Regions from separate parts of the Canis lupus genome. Here region 2 is linked to region 1. A link is a contact called in public Hi-C data. All regions are on one chromosome and are shown on one strand. Each heading gives the region's core, a stretch centred on a gene start, on an enhancer-like site or on the middle of the called end of the contact. The rest is flanking DNA. Distances are from core to core; before and after follow the strand shown.

Region 1 (3,157 bases), core at 186-2,685:
TGAGATCTTCAACATGTTATTATCAAATAGGCTTTGTGCTAGATGATTTTGCCCAACCGTAGTGTAATTTTGAGCATGTTAAAGGTAGGCTAGGCTGTATATGATGTTCTGCAAATCATGTGTATTAGTTTTTTTCACCATTTTGCTGGGTTTCTTGGGACTTAACCCCATTGTAAGTTGAGGAAGATGGGTACAGATATGAACTTCTGGCTAGAGGAGGTAAAGAAAATTTACCTAGTCGCTTGAGGAACCCTGGAGAAAAGAATCACCAACATTTTTTAGTTAGAACCAGCTAGGCCAATCTAGAGATGTAATGTGTGTCTTCTTTTAAATCTAGCAATAGAATTGCCTTGGGAGTTTTTAGAAAACACAGATGGCCAGACCCTCATCAAGACCAGTTATAGGAGGAAGTGGCTGCGGCACCGCGCAGGGCCCAGAGCCGGTTTGGGGTGTCGACTGCCCAGAGTCCGCGGCCGGGGCGCCCCAGGAGCTAAGCGGCCATGGCCTACCACAGCTTCCTGGTGGAGCCCATCAGCTGCCACGCCTGGAACAAGGACCGCACCCAGATTGCCATCTGTCCCAACAACCATCAGGTGCACATCTATGAGAAGAGCGGGGCCAAGTGGGTCAAGGTCCACGAGCTCAAGGAGCACAATGGGCAGGTGGACAGGCATTGACTGGGCCCCTGAGAGTAATCGAATACAGGTCGCAATGCCTACGTATGGACGCTGAAGGGCTGCACATGGAAGCCCACACTAGTCATCCTGCGGATCAACCGGGCTGCCTGCTGTGTGCGCTGGGCCCCCCATGAGAACAAGTTTGCTGTGGGTAGTGGCTCCCGTGTCATCTCCATCTGCTATTTTGAGCAGGAAAATGACTGGTGGGTGTGCAAGCGCATCAAGAAGCCCATTTGCTCCACGGTCCTCAGCCTGGACTGGCACCCCAACAATGTGCTCTTGGCAGGGGCTCCTGCGACTTCAAGTGCAGGATCTTCTCGGCCTACATCAAGGAGGTGGAGGAGCGGCCAGCACCCACCCCGTGGGGCTCCAAGATGCCCTTTGGGGAGCTGATGTTTGAGTCTAGCAGTAGCTGTGGCTGGGTGCACGGCACCTCTTTCCAGCCAGTGGCAGCCGCGTGGCCTGGGTCAGCCACGACAGCACCGTGTGCCTAGCCGATGCCGACAAGAAAATAGCTGTTGCCACTCTGGCCTCTGAAACGCTGCCACTGCTGGCCCTGACCTTCATCACAGAAAACAGTCTGGTGGCAGCAGGCCACGACTGTTTTCCGGCGCTGTTTACCTATGACAGCACCACAGGGACACTGAGTTCTGGTGGGCGGCTGGACGTGCCCAAGCAAAGCTCGCAGCGTGGCCTGACCGCCCGAAAGCGCTTCCAGAATCTGGACAAGAAGGCGAGCTCAGAGGGCAGCGTGGCTCCTGGCTCCGGCCTGGACTCAGTGCATAAGAACAGCGTGAGCCAGATCTCGGGCTCAGCGGGGGCAAGGCTGAGTGCTCACAGTTCTGCACCACAGGAATGGATGAGCATGAGCATCTGGGATGTGAAGAGCTTGGAATCAGCCTTGAAGAACCTCAAGATCAAATGGCCCATGAGGAATATGTTGCCCTCATCCCCACTGCTGGGGAAGGGGGTCAGGAAGGCTAAGGGTCGCTTTGCTGAATGTTTCTAGGGTAGTAGTCTGGGTCCCCGTGGAGACTGCTCCAGCCAGAGGGGAGGGCAAAGTGGGGAGGGGCGGGAAGCTTTTCTTACCTATTGAAGGAACATATGTCTTTTTGTCAGAGAAATGTTTTCATTTATTGTTAAAAACAAAAATGTTCCCAAAGCACTGTGCTGGTCATGAACTGCTTCAAAACCATGGAGGTAATAAAAAAGCAATCTTAGAACTGGAAGAAAAAAAAAAAAAAGACCAGTTATATTAGAATCTTTAGGGGTGGGGCCCAGACATGGGTGGTTTTTAAAGGCTCCTCAGAGATTATAGTGTGCAGCCAGAATTGAGACCCACTGGTGCACGGTACTCCTGAAATGACTATAGCCAGACTACAGGATTATGAGGAGCAGAATGCCTAGGTGACCAAGGGCTACCCACCAAGGAAAAAACATCAACATCACTGGTCTGTGACTAGGGGGCAGTGCTTTGAAATAAATGAGAAGAAAGACTTTCAAGAGCAACATCAGATAGAACCACTTAAATATTTTATGGCCCAGCTCTAAGGAAGTTTGTTGAAAGTGAATAATTGCAGAAAGCTATAAACAGTGATCAACTTTCCTTCTCATGGAAAACTAGTAAGCTATTTAGTTCACTGACAAAAAAACAATGTGAAGAACTTTGGAATCCCTACCCAAAGTAGGATTCTTCTGGTTGTAACAGAAACAAAGGGAAAAGGGACTTACTAGCTCCAGCAACTCTAAAAAATTTCAAGGAGATGGTTTCAGACATTACTGAATCCAAGAGAGAAACATGTCACAAGAGTATTTTGTTTCTCCATCATTTTTTTAAAGATTTTAATTATTTATTCATGAGATACACACACACACAGAGAGAGGCAAAGGCATAGGCAGAGGGAGAAATAGGCTCCCTGCGGGGAGCCTGATGCGAGACTCAATCCCAGAACTCCGGATCACGCTCTGAACCAAAAGCAGACGTTCAATCACTGAGCCACCCAGGTGTCCCTGTTTCTCCATCTCTTGGTTCTACCCTTCTCTACGTTGGTCTCAGTTTCAGGCAAAAAATCATTCATGTGGCATCAAAAATGGCCATCAGCAGCTATAGGATCATACTATCCTTGCATGTGGCTGGCAGTCTAGTGAATGATGGGTACCTCCTTTCAGATGGCAAAATCCCAGAGATGACTCTATCCCTGAACCTGTGGCTAGTGGATGTGCTTATTGGCAAGGCCAGAGGGCCACAGTCAGTTCTCATCAGAACAACAGATTAAGAATGGGAGGAGGCTTAGTTCTCCAGTGAGATGCTGAATAATGAAAAATGAGTCTATTTTATGTGTGGCTCAACTGGTACTGAGTTTTGTGAATATTATTCTGTGATGGTTATTATTTTGGGATTGTAATCCAAAGAATCTGACACTGGCTAATGGCGGGGGGGGGGGGATATTACTAGAATAATGGGTGACTCACAGAATCAA
Region 2 (3,157 bases), core at 221-2,720, 430 kb after region 1:
CTCAGTTTTCTCATCTCTAAAATGGGATTAATGATGGGCATTACCTCCCTGGGTACCACTGTAAGGACACGCTGAGCTAATATTTGCAAGTTTCCTAGCACAGGGAGCACATAACTCAATAAACGGTAGACTTCATTATTATTCTTTAATAATTACCTTCAACCTTTATAAGTCTGTCAGGCAGTTATAATGATCCCCGTTCGAGAGATGGGATTAATTCATCCAGGGTTAAACTGGATTAGTGGCAGTTCCAGGACCCCCACCACACCCCATTACCCCCAGTCAGCCTTGTAGACTTTTACGGAATGGGCTGCACTGTCCAGCACAAGAAGAGAATTCTCCTTGGTGAAGGTCAGTGCCACAGGATGGGAAAGACCATGGGTGATGATGGGCTTCAGGACTGGAAATTCCTCAGGCTGTCCCAAGCATAGGACGGCCTGACTAGAAGTATCTGCAACAATCACATTCCCCTGGTGATCAAAGGTCACGGCGGAGGCAGTTATTCTAGAGGGGAAAAAGAGGCTGAGCCCAAAGGTATCCACCTGGCCGATCAGCTGCATAGTTGGGCTGAACACCTTCACGGCGGTGCTGCCCGCCCCAGCCCCCAGCCCCGGAGGGTGCTCCAGGACCGCAATGGCCCCAGTGAGCCAGGACACGGCCACCCCTCGCGGGCTGCACAGATGACCTTGCAGCTTTTCAGTCCTCTGGAGGGCTCCTTCTGCAAAGTCGACTTCCAGCAGGTGCAGCGACCCTGCCTCGGCGTCAGTTACCACGACCCCATTCTGAGGGGTGGTCTCCACGCCCCAAGGTAAGGAAAACTGGTCTCCAATGACGAGCTTGATCTGGCCAAAGAAATCAAACACTTTGATGGAGCGGTCGCCGGCGTCGGTGACAACCACGTGGCAGTCGTTGGTGACGGCGACGTCCAGGGGGTACCTAATGTCCTGGGCAGCCTCCCCCTTCTCTCCAAACTGATGGGCGCATCCTCCCCCGGAGTCAAAGATCTTGACCCGCCTCCTGCCGTCGTGCACCACCACGACCCGCCCGGTCTTGGGGCACAGCGCCAGCCCCGTGGGGTTGACCAGGGTCCCCCAGCCTCCGAACGCGTGGTGGCAGGCGAGGGCGCCCGGGGCGCAGGGGGCGGCGCGGGGGCGGCGCGGGGGGCGGCGGGGGCTGGGCGCAGCGCCGAGCCCAGGAGCTCCAGGAGGTGAAGCACCGGCAGGCAGTCGCTGGTGTCGCAGCCGCGGCAGGCCCGGCGGCAGAAGGGGCACTCCAGGGCCAGCGTCCGCGGGTGCGCCAGGGCCGCCACGCAGGCCAGGCACACCACGTGGCCGCAGGGCAGGTTGCGCGGGCGCCGCTGCTGGCGGTGGCCGAACCTCTCGAAGCACACCTTGCACTCGAGCAGGCTGACCTCGGCCTCGCGCACCAGCTCCCGCAGCGCCCGCCCGCTCCCCGCCGCCTCGGCCCCCATCGCGCGGCCGCCGCCGCTCCCGCGGGCGCCGCTCGGTCCGGGGCCGGGGCCGGGCCGGGGCCGGGGCCGGGGCCGGGGCCGGGGCCGGTCACGGGGCGGGGCGGGGCGGGGCGGGGCCTGACGTCGCGGGCGCAGCGCGCAGCCTCTCGGCCGCGGCCTGCGGTCCCCCGGCGGGCGGGCGGGCGCTGACTGCGGAGGGCGCGGGAGCGGACGCTCGCGGGCCGCACCGCGCGCCGCAGGCCCAGGCCCGTGACCTTCAGGCAGGCGGGGGGCGGGGCGGGGCGGCTCCGCTTTCCGCGACGGGAAACAGGCTCGAGCGGTGGCCCCCGATCGCCCAGGCTGCAAACGGCAAAGCAAAACTAGAACACGGTGTTCCACCTGGGGTAGCCTACGCTTTGCAGTCCCCTGCTGCGTGCTGCTGCTGGGGCTGGGTGCGGGGGCTGGGTGCTGGGGGGGGGGCGGGGGGGACGGGGACTGGGGCTGCTGGGGCGGGGGCTGGGTGCTGGGGCTGGGTGCTGGGGCGGGGGCTGGGTGCTGGGGCGGGGGCTGGGGGCTGGGGCGGGGGCTGCGTGCTGGGGCGGGGGCTGGGTGCTGGGGCTGGGGCGGGGGCTGGGTGCTGGGGCTGGGGCTGGGGGCTGGGGCGGGGGCTGGGGGCGGGGGCTGGGGGCTGGGGCGGGTGCTGAGGGCTGGGACTGGGGCTGGGGGCTCGGGCTGGGGTTGGGGGCTGGGGCGGTGCTGGGGGCTGGGGCGATGCTGGGGGTTGGGACTCGGGCTGGAGGCTGGGGCTGGAGGCTGGGGCTGGGGGCTGGGGCTAGGGCGGGGGCTGGGGCTGGCCAGGCATGTGCGCGGTCTCCCAGCCCAGGACGCTTTGATCTCACTGGGAAACGCAGACCCAGGAGAAGTTCAACATCCAGGGGATGAGGCAGGTGTCCCTAATTGTTTTGCCTCTTCCATCACCCCTGTAGTAAAGCAGCTGTTGAGTGAATGCTTGTAGAAATGAAGTCGCCTGGGGCACCCGGGTGGCTCAGTGGTTGAGTGTCTGCCCTCCCCTCAGGGCGTGATCCTGGGGTCCTGAGATCGAGGCCTGCATCAGGTTCCCTGCGGGCAGCCTGCTTCTCCCTCTGCCTGTGTCTCTGCCTCTCTCTGTGTGTCTCTCATTAATAAATAAATAAAATCTTAAAAAGAAAAAAAAAAAAAGAATGATAGGGGACCATACAAGAAACCCACTAGGTGAATGAGTGTCAGATGGGGGAGCAGTGCCTGGGAATGTCTTCCAGAGGAGTATGGAATAAGAAAGCTGTTAATCATAATTGCTACAGACTTAATCTGTGCCTGCCTTCTTTTAAGTAGTTTACGTAAATTAGCTTATTTAAACCTCATGACAATCCTATAGAGGCTTATTCTTATCCTCATCCCTTTTCTGCAATGGAGTTCACAGAGGCTAAGTATTTTGCGGAGGGTCACCTGGCTCAGAAGTGACTGGTCTGGGATTTGAAGCCAGGCAGTTGGACTGCAGAGCCCACCCTCCTTACTATCCCAGAGGTTCTCAAACTTGGTAAGCTTGGCACATGGTAGATACCTGGGTCTCATCTGGAGATTTAATTGGTTCAGAGTGTGGTCTGGGGAGCTGGAATTTTTTACTTTAATTTTATTTTTATTTTTTGAAATATTTTATGTATTTATTCA

What was found. Hi-C and Micro-C count contacts between places; a contact is called where the count stands out from the background.
Region 2: a Hi-C map of blood shows a contact between it and region 1, with 4 times the contacts expected there. The contact joins the promoter of NHLRC1 here to the enhancer-like site in region 1. A contact is called at or near these places in 3 of 9 Hi-C or Micro-C datasets (amygdala, blood and skin fibroblasts).

Annotation. Positions count from the first base shown.
Region 1 is chr35:17,799,321-17,802,477 of UU_Cfam_GSD_1.0, forward strand. It overlaps the pseudogene LOC610470. Among named protein-coding and RNA genes, the nearest start is that of FAM8A1, 12 kb to the right of the region's middle. Within about 2 kb of position 1,436, at least 5 of the 20 cell types and tissues checked have an H3K27ac peak or open chromatin away from gene starts, as enhancers often do.
Region 2 is chr35:18,228,571-18,231,727 of UU_Cfam_GSD_1.0, forward strand. NHLRC1 (NHL repeat containing E3 ubiquitin protein ligase 1) reads right to left here and starts at 1,471. Exons shown (of 2, transcript NM_001006649.1): 1 at 1,150-1,471; 2 at 273-1,147. The coding sequence starts at 1,471. The coding sequence ends at 273.